Regions from separate parts of the Mus musculus genome. Here all the other regions are linked to region 2. The links are chromatin contacts, called in public Hi-C and promoter capture Hi-C maps. All regions are on one chromosome and are shown on one strand. The core of a region is the stretch at or near the end of the contact, and the rest is flanking DNA. Distances in the headings are between cores, read along the strand shown.

Region 1 (2,700 bases), core at 120-2,619, 370 kb after region 2:
CTTGCTCAGTAATTTACTGAGCCATCTTTCTGGCCGGATTCCTCTTTCTGATAAGGTCATCAAATATAGTGGGTTAGGGTCCATTCCACTAGCTTTGTTTTTGTTTGTTCATTTGTTTTGGTGACCATCTGCAAAGTACCTGGCCCTAAATATACAGTCACATTCTGATGTACTGAGAGTTGAGTTGCAGGCTGAGAATTCAGACCAAGAAATAGCATGATATTCTTAGGAAAGAACATGGCAAATGGCCTTTTTAGGAGTCTGTTGCCACCTTTGAGTCTACAAAACATCCAGTGACTCAAGCCTCACACACTGACTGACTCTAATGGGCTGTTGATGCCTGTGTGCATCATAGAATGACATGCTAGTGAAGAATCTCGCCTTCAGTAACGTGTGCACGCAATGTGGGTGAAATGGAGCGCTAGTGTGTGTGTATTTCCCTCACTGCCATTATGAGGTAAGTGTAAGACAGGTGTCACCGTCATTTATAAAATAGGAACCAAAGATATGGGAGGTTCATTACAGAACTTGGACCCATATGGTTCAGTCCTGTGAATATTCTTCAAACCACTTGTCCAAGTATTTGGAACCAGAGGCTCCCAGGGTGGCTTTGGTGGATCAGATGGGTTGGTCACCCAGGGTTGTCCATTTGAAGCCTCCTCAGAAAGGTAGACTACTCCATCCCAACCACCAATCTTTATCCAAGACACTTGTATAGTACATGCAAGGAAATTTCTGTAGGAATTCAGTCATTATTCACATGCTTGATATTTGTGTATTTGCTTACTAGACAAAATTTATTTGTAATACCCTCAAGTCAGTGGAAGGTTTTCTGTCATCTATGAACATATGCAGAACCCCAAAATTCTTGTGCACTTTTGTGCCTAGGGTCTAACAGGGTGGCTTTCATCTTCTTGCTTTAGTTCTCTGATTATAAAAGTGCTTTTTACAGCCTGTTTGATTGCCATGTTTTCCTATGAGGAGTATTTGTGCTTCTGTTGATGGAAATGTCCATGAAACAGAAGCTGAGTGTAAGGTTAAATGTTGTGTCCGGCCAGCAGATCACAGCCTGGGTTCTAGCCTGGAAAGGCATTTTGGAAACCTGGAAGAGAAGAGGGACTAGGCGGCGAGAGAAAGAAATGTAGCTAAGACAGGCATTCTGATCAAAGCTCAATTTTACTGTTCTGACACTCAGTTATGAAGGAAGTGGGAGGGGGCCCGATTCCTGCCAAATAATCTCGGGATCCAGTAGCAGGGTGACCACGTGTGTGGCTCCAAACAGCAAAGCGGCAGGTTCCAGCAGTGGGTGTGGCAGAACGATTGAGCGGAAAGCTCCACCCCTGAGCAAGCAGGTTTCAGGCTGGGGGAGGGGAGACTACAGTTAAAGAGGCCAAAGAAGAGTGTAAGATTAAAGAGGCCAATGAATGTCACTGTGGTGGTTCAAGTAAAAATGGCCTCTATAGGTTGACTGCGTAGTCATTAGAGAGTGGCAGGCACTGTTTGAAAGGGTTAGAAGATGTGGCCTTGTTGGAGGAAATACACTACAGAGGTGTGGTGGGTTTTGAGGTTTTAAAAGCCAATGCTGGGCCCAGGTGCACTCTGCCTGCCAGCAGATAGAGATGTGGCTCTCAACTACTGCTCTTAGCACCCTGCTGCTGTGCCTGCTGCTGTGCTCCTGCTGTGATGATAATGGACTTAAGTTTGGAACTGTAAGCAAGCCTCCAATTACATTTTTCTTTTATAAGAGTTGCCTTGGTAGGGGCTGAAGACATGGCTCAGTCATTAAGAGCACTGGAGGTGCTGAGTTTAATTCCCAGCAACCATATGGTAGCTAACAACCACCTGTAATGCGATCCGATACCTTCTTCTGCTGTGTCTGAAGACAGCTACAGTATACTCATACACATAAAATAAATAAATCTTATCTTTAAAAAAATTGCCTTGGTCATGGTGTCTCTTCACAGCAATAGAACAGCGACCAAGACAGCCACCTTCAGGTAGTATAAGACAAAATTTATTTGTAATACCCTCAAGTCAGTGGAAGGTTTTCTGTCATCTATGAATATATGCATAACCCCAAAACTCTTGTGCACTTTTGTGCCTAGGGTCTAACAGGGTGGCTTCTAACATGGAGTAATATAAAGGAAACAATCCAAAGTTTCCACATAACATGCATTAGTGAATCAAAATTAGCATTCTGATATGCATTATTAGAATTTACATATGTCTAATTCATTGATCATCCCTTGGACATGGTTTTAATGCTCTAATAATTATAAAAACTGTTCTAATGCTATTTAACCATTGAGGAGCTTGACTCTGAATACTATAGGGGAAGTTTGCCCTGTTCCTTGACCATTTGTACTGAATAGTTCTATGCCAACTTGATAAAAAGCTAAAGACATCTGAGAGGAGGGAACCTCAGTTAAGAAAATGCCTACATAAGATCAGGCTGTAGGCAAGCCTGTATGTAGAGCATTTAGTTAATTAGTGATTAATGAGGGAGAGCCCTGCCCATTGTGAATGGTGCTGTCCTTGGACATGTGGTCCTGGGTTCTATAAAAAAGGCTGAAGAAACCATGGGATGCAAGCCAGTAAGCAGCACCCCTCCATTGGTTTCTGCATCAGCTCCTGCCTTCAAGTTTCTTCCCTGTTTAAGTAGCAGCCCTGAATATCTTTGATAATGAACAATGCTGTAGA
Region 2 (2,700 bases), core at 26-2,525:
CTTGACTAGACTAAGTAAACAAAATATTGTTTCCCATATATAGAGGATTGTCATGGTTAAGGAGCATGGGGTTCTAAAGTCCAGAGAGCCCCCTGATACCTGCAGTGTCTGCTCGTGCATCTGAGGTCAAGGAAAAAAATGGGTTAACGCCACCGAAAGCATCCACAAATTGTTTTTTAGAATCGGGGAAACCGGGTCTCACTCCTCTTAGACACACAAGGAGGTAGGTTCATCTCCAGTGGCAACCACAGAGTCCCTAAAGGGCCTGTGAGGGTAGGGACTCTTTCAGTGAAGCGCTCCCATGGGACAGAGGCCACCTTGATGACAAGGGATCGCCCAGCCAGAGTGGTCTGCAACACAGCCCCCAGCGTGGCATCTATGCTCACTGTCAGATGCACAGCAAAGCAAATGTCCTGCGTGTCAGATATGTGGTGATCACATGCTGCTCACACTGTTCCCTCGTGCTTTGGAAATTTCCGGAGTCAGCTCTGCCTCAGTGCCTCAGGACCTCTCCCTAACCTCAGGTCAGGACTCCAATAAACAGGCAGAGAGAGAGCAAAGGGCCCAGCCTCCCACTTCCTGCCTCCTTGACTATTTGCCCAGCCTAGGTCAGGTAGCCAAAGACCCATTTGTTGCTGTTTGTTAAGTTCAGCCAAAGCTTGTAATGAGGCTCAGTAGGGTTAAACTCTGTACTGTGATATAAACAGCACGAGCCCTGTGTACAAGTGTGCTCATCCCAGTAAAACATAGAAAATGCTGGTGAAATTAATGTCAAAAGACCTTATTTGATTTGGCAGGCTGAAATACAGCGATTCCAACATGCATTGGTATAAAACAGGTCCCGTTTTTTTTCTTAATGTTGCTGGGTTTTGTTTATTTAGTTGGTTGGTTGGGTGTTTTGTTTTTTGTTTTTGTTTGTTTTTTGTTTGTTTTAAGACAAAGTCTCATGTATCCCAGACTGGCTTCTAACTCACTATGTAATTAAACATGACCTTGAACTTCAAATCTCCCTGCTTCCAGATCCTGAGTACTGCAATTATAGACTTGGAAGCTGTGTGTGGTCCTGGGGACTCAACCCAGGGCTTCATGAATGCTAGGCGAGCATGTTATACCACTGAGTTATACCCCTCCTACAGCACCAGCCCAGAACAGTTTTTATTCTTTTAATTTTTTTCTAACACTGAAAACGTTTGAAATCTCTGGTGTATATAGAAACTTAAAGGACTTGATTTCTAAAGGTCCGCGTCCTGACGATGCAGTGTAGGACTCACCACCACACGGGGGTGCTCGATCCTCACCCTAAAGCACTCGAGGGAAGTCCCTTTGTTTGCAGCAAGAGAAGGTAGGAGGATCTCTTTTGTACTCTTGTTTAAAAGGCAAAGACACCGAGCTTGGTCTTGAGACAGCTTCATCCTTTTCCTCCTGGTGCTTGTAGAAGAAATTTGGCGAGAGTTCTTCAGAGACTGCCGGAGACCCTACTGCTCATGGATGTGAATATTTAGATAGATTAGATAGACAGACAGATAGATATAGACAGACAGACGGGTAGGTAGGTAGGTAGGATATATACACAAATATGTGATATATTTACATATATGTGATTTGTTCTTATTTTTAAGTTGAAAACATATCGTTTCATGCAATCTATTCAGACGACAGGTTTTCCCTCTGTCATTTTCTCCTCGGCTCTTCCCACCTTCGGGTGGCTTGGCCCTGGTCTTCTAAAGCCATTTCTCCTTTTTTTCAGGGCTACCCTGATGCCCAACTCATCTGCTCACACATCTTTCTTTCTCCCTTTAGAAAGCAAACAACAAACAAGCCTGATGGTGGTGGCCTTTAATCCCAGCACTCAGGAGGCAGAGGCAGGTGAATTTCTGAGTTCAAGGCCAGTCTTGTCCAGAACAGTCAGGACTACAAAGAGAAACCCCTGTCTTCATAAACAACAAACAAACAAACAAACAAAAGCCAAGAAACACAAACCCCATAAAAAAAACACAAAATTGGAAATCATAATAAACGAGCAAAAGACTAGTAAAAAAAAAGAAAGAGAGAAAGAGAAAGTGAGAGAGAGAAAGGAAGGAAGGAAGGAAAAGAAAGAAAGAAAGAAAGAAAGAAAGAGAAAAGAGAAAAGAGAAAAGAAAAGAAAAGAAAAAAGAAAAGAGAGAAAGAGGGGCTGGAGAGATGGCTCAGCAGTTAAGAGCACTGACTGCTCTTCCAGGGGTCCTGAGTTCAATTCACAGCAAACACATGGTGGCTCATAACTATCTGTAATGGGATCTGATGCCTTTTTCTGTTATGTCTGAAGACAGCGACACTGTACTCATATTCATAAAGTAAATAAATAAATCTTTAAAAAAGAGAGAGGAAGGAAGGAAGGAAGGAAGGAAGGAAGGAAGGAAGGAAGGAAGGAAGGAAAGAAGGAAAGAAGGAAAGAAGGAAGGAAGAAGAAATCCAAACAAAGAATATGGGGGCAGGGGGGACCAACCAACCAAAAACTCTACAAAGATACCATTGAGTTTGTTTTGTGTTGGCCTTGGCATGGGGTGTGTATGCCCAGTGAGATGCAGTTGGAGCAAACAAATCTTTCCTTTGCAAATTATTGTCAGTTTGAGATCGCTTCTTGGTTATGGGTGGGAGCACATGCCTGTTTTCCCCTCAGCCCTGGTGTCCTATCTAGCTGACGCAGTCTGTGAGTTCTTG
Region 3 (2,700 bases), core at 25-2,524, 300 kb after region 2:
TTTTATTCTCTCACACACACACACACACACACACATATATATCTTGTCTCTATTTTACAAGTTTGTTAGATATGTATGTGCCTCATTTTTCATATTGTGAGTTGAATTGTATTATTTGTATTTATTTTTCATTTATATGTATGTGTGGGTATGTCTGCGTGTATGCCACATACGTGCAAATGCCCATGAGGTCAGAAGATTCTCTGGAGTTGGTGTTACAGGGAGTTAATGAGCCTGTTGTCATGGGTATTGGGAAGTGAACTTGAGTCCTGTGGAAGGTTGCAAATGCCCATTAATAGCTGAGCTCTCTCTCCAGCCCCAATGATAATGCTTTTAGTTTTGTTTCTAAATAATTGCTAGCATATTGAAAGTTGACTTTACTTTTGTGTGCCTTGACCTTGCTAAGCTCAGTGATTAGATCTAGAAATTAATATTGCCAAGTACCTTGGGATATCTTATATAGGGTTTAGGTATTATTGATACTTCCTTTTTCCAATTAAAATTCTTTTTGATATTATCTCATTCTTACCTCATTCATGGCTTTTGTATGGTTCATGCCTTGATTTTCTTTCTTTTTTCACATGTCAATCTTTATTATTACATACTGATTGGCTGCACCCTTTCTTTTGTAGTTTTGTTTAACTGAAAATATCTTTTTCTTTGTGCACCATGGTAGGTAGTATAGCTCATTCACATCTCATTTTATCTTTTGACGAAATGGAAATTTGTAAGCAGGTCTGTTTGAGTGTTTCCATAATCCCAGCACTGAAGAGGCAGGGTGAGGAAGGTCTTTGGAACTAGTTAAGGCTTTGGAACTAGTTAAGGCTTTGGAACTAGTTAAGGCTACGTAGTACATTTGGTTTAAGAGAAAGCAAGATATCTACGTTCTATATTAGCTTCATAATATTTTGAATTTTCTGCCTTGACCAGCAAATAATAATTGGGTTATCAAGCACATGGTTGGTGTAAGGATTTACCAGTGATGTAAAAACAATTTAACACACTAGGAGTAGAATATAAGTGGCACAAGTGCACAGGGGTCTTGTTTTCTGATACTAATACCTGAAATGGTGCCTGACATGTAGCAATTTGCTAAGTATTACAGGGTTCTTTGCTTGAGTTCTGTGTTAAATGCCATTGAAATGTTGATACGAGTCTCCTCACTTCTCTGAAATTGTTCTTTATACAAATGACTTGGCAATATTACCACATGTTGAAAGCTTTATTAGCACTCTGATTTAGACTTTGACCTGTAATCTTTGCTCTTGTTTTAAAAAAAGTTTCCAACCTGTTCTGTAAAATATCTTCCATTTCCCAGTGAGCACTCAGAGTATCATTTTAACTAGTGAGTAGGATTAAAATTGATAGCTGGTTATGGTGGTGCATTTTTTTCTTATAATGAGGATATGTGGTCTCAGTACATGTTGCTTTAAATACAAATGTGTTCACATATGCAGTAGACATTTTTAATTAAGAAGCAGCAAATGAGAGGCCAGGTACAGCCATTATTTGCGTTCTTCACCCTGACATTTACAGATAGTATCCACAGTGCTCTGTTCATATGTGCACTTTTATTGTTTGAGTTTCTGGGATTAATGAACTTTTGTATTTACTACTGTTGGCCTATTTCTTCCTGTTGTCAGCGTGAGGAAGAGTTTGACAAACTTGGCAATCTTCCTGTTTTTCTATGTGATTAGATGATCAAGCAATTATGTTATAGGAGTTATTAGTGTCAGAGCCCATATCCTTGAAGCCCTGAGAAACAAAGCTTGGCCACTTGCTGTCAATAAGCCAGTTAGACTAATTTATAGTGAAAAGCAGAAATGGGCAATTTGTAGAGTTTCATTCAGTATGGCCACACTGGAAAGAAGTACAGTGATTCAATGGTCTTCTAAATTATTCCTCAGGGTTTTGATATGAGGTGTTGGTTTAACTACCAAGCAAATGCATAATTAAACATTAGCTCTGGTTAAGTTGTAGTCACATCCACTGTTACCTAGTTTCCCATTTTACCTACAAGGTGGTCTGACACATTTTTAGGACTATATGGAGTCTAAAGGGTATTTAAGAATATTCTCATTCCTGCCAGGCAAGTTAAATATACAGATTGCCAAAGATTTCTTTTGGATAGTGAGCCTGGTGCTGCATGATTTCTGGTTGTCCCTGATGGCTTATTCACTGTCACCTGGGCAGATATCTGGGTGCTTAACAGATGTTGGCCTAGTATTCAGACCCCAGGAATGACAGACACATTCCTTTCTCCGAATGTCATTTTTCCTCTTTAGTGCATAGCTATCGCATGTAATGTTATGTTTTGTACACTGCTCACCGTGGGTTGGTAGGAACGTGCCAGGACTGCATCAAGCAGCTCTGAGGACCACATTGCTGCTAATCTGAGCTCTCAAGAGTTTTTGAGGCTCTTGGGACTTTAGATGTAGGTGAGCATGGCAATAAACATGACATCTTGAAATCCTAGATAAGTAGATTCATTTATAAAGTACCCAGTGGGATCTCAGATTCATTTTAGGTAATCAGTATACCTCTTTCCTTGTTTTTCTTCCCCTTGCCAAAAAACAAAAGTCAGTTTTTGCTTCTTTTCCTGTGTCTCCTGCACTCCCCACCCAATCGTATTTTTATTTTGTGACTGTAGATGTTTTTGTTTGTATTATATCTGTGCACCATGTGCATTCCTGGTGCTCC
Region 4 (2,700 bases), core at 136-2,635, 300 kb before region 2:
TCCCTCTTCTGGAGTGTCTGAAGACAGCTACAGTGTACTTACATATAATAAATAAATAAATCTTTAAAAAAAAAATCTAGCTAAATCAATGAGCTTCTAATTCAGTGAGATGCCCTCTATGAAAAGATGGGATGGAGGGGCTGGTGAGGTAGCTCAGTGGGTAAAGACGCCTGCTCCCAACCCTCAAGACCTGAGCTTGCTGGGAGAACTCTCTTAGTTGTCCTTTAAGCTCCACTAGCCTCTGAGCATTGTGTTGACATTAATATTAATGTTAATATTGTAAAAGTAAAATGTTAATAAAAGCAACAGAGGAAGGCATTATGTACCTGAACACACACTTGCACATAATGCATACACTACACATATATACTACAAAAATAATAAACGTGACTGGGGTAATAGCTTAAATTAACTTTTTCACAATTACACCAAATCATAATGATAATTACTACTGTAACTAATAATAACTGTTATTATATTTATTCATTTATTTTTTAAAGATATATTTATTTTCTGTATGAGTACACTGTAACTGTCTTCAGACACACAAGAAGAGGGTATCAGATTCTATTACAGATGGTTGTGAGCCACTATGTGGTTTCTGGGAATTGAAATTAGGACTTCTGGAAGAGCAGCCAGTGCTCTCAACTGCTGAGCTATCTCTCCAGCCCCTATTTGTTCTTTTATTTACTTGGTTGTTCGAGACATAAACTTTTCCCCAATTGTATATGTAATAATTAATTCGTTTTTCCAGACAGGGTTTCTCTGTGTAGCCCCAGCTGCCATGGAACTCATTTTGTAGACCAGGTTGGCCTCAAACTCAAAGATCCGCCTGCCTCTGTCTCCTGAGTGCTGTGGTTTAAGACGTGTGCTACCAAATTTACAAAAGCTTCACATATAATCTGTAGTGAAAAATTCCTATCTTATAGTAACTTGAGTCGCTGAATTTATTAAGAATGGACTGTCACACGATGGTTTAACAACTGTCAAATTAATTCAGTCCAAACGCTGGTTCCCCAATCGGCCTCTACTTCATTTAACTTTGCTGGACAATTACTCCACATTGCAAAACGCCTTGGGAATTATTGCTGCTGCAAATCTACAGCACCTTCTAACTGGAAACAGACCGGAATAACATGTTGAGAAGGCAGGAGTAAAGCTTCCAAACTAACCCATTAGCAATGATCTCTTGAATTTTCTTAATTTCCATCAAGACCAACCCACAGGAATTCCAGTGAGAAAACTGTAGTTGTCAGAGCGCGCTTCTCAAGGCATCTGACATCATCACGCACAGACACTCAAGGAGAGTCAGGGACCCGCCCTAGCCTTGCCTCCAGCTGATTGGCGAGCCCGGGCATGGTCCAAGGTGCCATTGGCTGGCGACCGACAGGTCGAACCCTCCTCAAGAAGCCTCCCCAGAAAGGAAGCTTCCCCACCGCGGAGCAGCTAGACGTGCGGGCCGTCTCAGCTGTCCACTGGGAGTCGCCAACACCCTCGCTCGGGTCCCAGGGCCGCAATCACTCCTGGAGACCTCCAGCGCTTCTTTCAGAGCCACACGCAGGGCAAGTGGTGCCACCGCGCGCTAACCTGGCGCGGCCGTGACGTCAGGCTTGTGCTAGATTGGCAATTGGCTGGAGGCATGTGGCGCGGACGGACACTGGCGCGAGCGATTGGATATGCTGTTAGAGGGCGGGGCCTGGAGGCGGAGCATGCTGCGGAGAGGATTGAAGTACAGCTCTCCGCACAGCTTCTCAGCACCTGCAGCCGGAATCTCTGGTAAGCCTCCCTTCTATTTGGGGAAGGATGGCGAGAGGGGACCAAGAAGGGTGGGTGGCTGTATGAGGCTGAGGTGATGCGGTTTCCCAGCTTGACTCGCCATGGTGGCCTCTGACGTTCGGGGCTGGGTGCCTGGTCCTGGAAAGCGTTGGGTGGCCGACTGAGTCCCATCGGGTTCTCAGGGTTGTCCATGGAAACTCCCTGACGAGCGATTCAGCAGTCGTGAAATGTAATGGTTCATAGCCCTTGGGGAGTTGAGTTATAAAAAGGGACCTGAGAAAAATCTGTTCTTCCCTCCAGTATGGAGTACTTCACTTGTCTTCTTCCAAAAATGAATAAATAGGTCTACCCCTAAGCTTTCTTCTAGTTTAAGAGTGCTTTGCAGGTGTTGTGGTTGGTAAACGTCCACGTGGGTTTATAAAGAGATGGAAACGCGTCTTCGTTATGTGTCTAGATCTTTTTCTTGAGTTCGGTGATGTGCATTTGTACTTTAAACATCTTTAAGTGGGTGAGAAAATATCACTTTATCCTGTGATTCTGAAGTTCATTCTTTATATCCTGGCATTAGGAGTTCAAGATGTTATTTCAGAAAGTTTACAAATTGCTCACATTTGAAAACTGCCCTAGAGAGGATTTTAAATTAGTTTATGAATGTTGTAATTGAAGTCCACTTTCACTTCTAACAGTGTTTGTGTTAGAATGTCAAACTAATACAATGACTTTTCTCTGTGTTAGTGTTCTAGGTCAGATCAGACATTCTGTCACAATGCCTGAAATAAATACCAGCCATCTTGATGAAAAACAGGTTCAGCTTCTAGCGGAGATGTGTATTCTTATTGATGAAAATGACAATAAAATTGGGGCTGACACCAAGAAAAACTGTCACCTTAATGAAAACATCGACAAAGGTACTGTCTTAAAGTA

What was found. Promoter capture Hi-C pulls out the DNA fragments that hold promoters and counts their contacts. A called contact is a pair of places that touch in the nucleus more often than the background predicts.
Region 1: a Hi-C map of liver shows a contact between it and region 2, with 2.5 times the contacts expected there. The contact joins two enhancer-like sites. A contact is called at or near these places in 2 of 15 datasets of contacts at CTCF or cohesin (the NIH/3T3 cell line and large pre-B cells), 12 of 484 Hi-C or Micro-C datasets (the 4T1 cell line, Th1 cells, bone marrow-derived DN3 thymocytes and 5 more), 6 of 115 datasets of contacts at active chromatin or transcription factors (T-cell acute lymphoblastic leukemia, bone marrow-derived dendritic cells, bone marrow-derived macrophages and 1 more) and 2 of 9 other capture datasets (embryonic stem cells and pancreatic islet).
Region 3: a contact with region 2 is called in a promoter capture Hi-C map of liver, with 6 times the contacts expected there. The contact joins two enhancer-like sites. A contact is called at or near these places in 2 of 39 promoter capture datasets (embryonic stem cells and liver), 2 of 15 datasets of contacts at CTCF or cohesin (the NIH/3T3 cell line and stem cell-derived epiblast-like cells), 42 of 484 Hi-C or Micro-C datasets (the 3T3-L1 cell line, the AML12 cell line, B cells and 28 more), 14 of 115 datasets of contacts at active chromatin or transcription factors (bone marrow-derived macrophages, cardiomyocytes, embryonic basal ganglia and 8 more) and 1 of 9 other capture datasets (embryonic stem cells).
Region 4: a contact with region 2 is called in a promoter capture Hi-C map of liver. The contact joins the promoter of Idi1 here to the enhancer-like site in region 2. A contact is called at or near these places in 4 of 39 promoter capture datasets (the C10 cell line, liver and macrophages), 9 of 484 Hi-C or Micro-C datasets (bone marrow-derived macrophages, embryonic stem cells, erythroblasts and 3 more), 12 of 115 datasets of contacts at active chromatin or transcription factors (the 230-238 cell line, bone marrow-derived macrophages, embryonic stem cells and 5 more) and 4 of 9 other capture datasets (adipose tissue, liver, macrophages and 1 more).

The regions. Positions count from the first base shown.
Region 1 is chr13:9,546,587-9,549,286 of GRCm38.p6, forward strand. The region is part of intron 5 of Dip2c (disco interacting protein 2 homolog C); the gene reads left to right. Among named protein-coding and RNA genes, the nearest start is that of Gm36423, 130 kb to the right of the region's middle. Within about 2 kb of position 1,370, at least 29 of the 459 cell types and tissues checked have an H3K27ac peak or open chromatin away from gene starts, as enhancers often do. A contact at or near this core is called in liver, where this site is marked.
Region 2 is chr13:9,180,781-9,183,480 of GRCm38.p6, forward strand. No RefSeq gene overlaps it. Among named protein-coding and RNA genes, the nearest start is that of Larp4b, 88 kb to the left of the region's middle. Within about 2 kb of position 1,276, at least 30 of the 459 cell types and tissues checked have an H3K27ac peak or open chromatin away from gene starts, as enhancers often do. A contact at or near this core is called in liver and pro-B cells, where this site is marked.
Region 3 is chr13:9,480,712-9,483,411 of GRCm38.p6, forward strand. The region is part of intron 1 of Dip2c (disco interacting protein 2 homolog C); the gene reads left to right. Among named protein-coding and RNA genes, the nearest start is that of Gm36423, 190 kb to the right of the region's middle. Within about 2 kb of position 1,275, at least 2 of the 459 cell types and tissues checked have an H3K27ac peak or open chromatin away from gene starts, as enhancers often do. A contact at or near this core is called in liver, where this site is marked.
Region 4 is chr13:8,884,221-8,886,920 of GRCm38.p6, forward strand. It overlaps Idi1 (isopentenyl-diphosphate delta isomerase), which reads left to right and starts at 1,386. Exons shown (of 5, transcript NM_145360.2): 1 at 1,386-1,776; 2 at 2,512-2,684. The coding sequence starts at 1,640.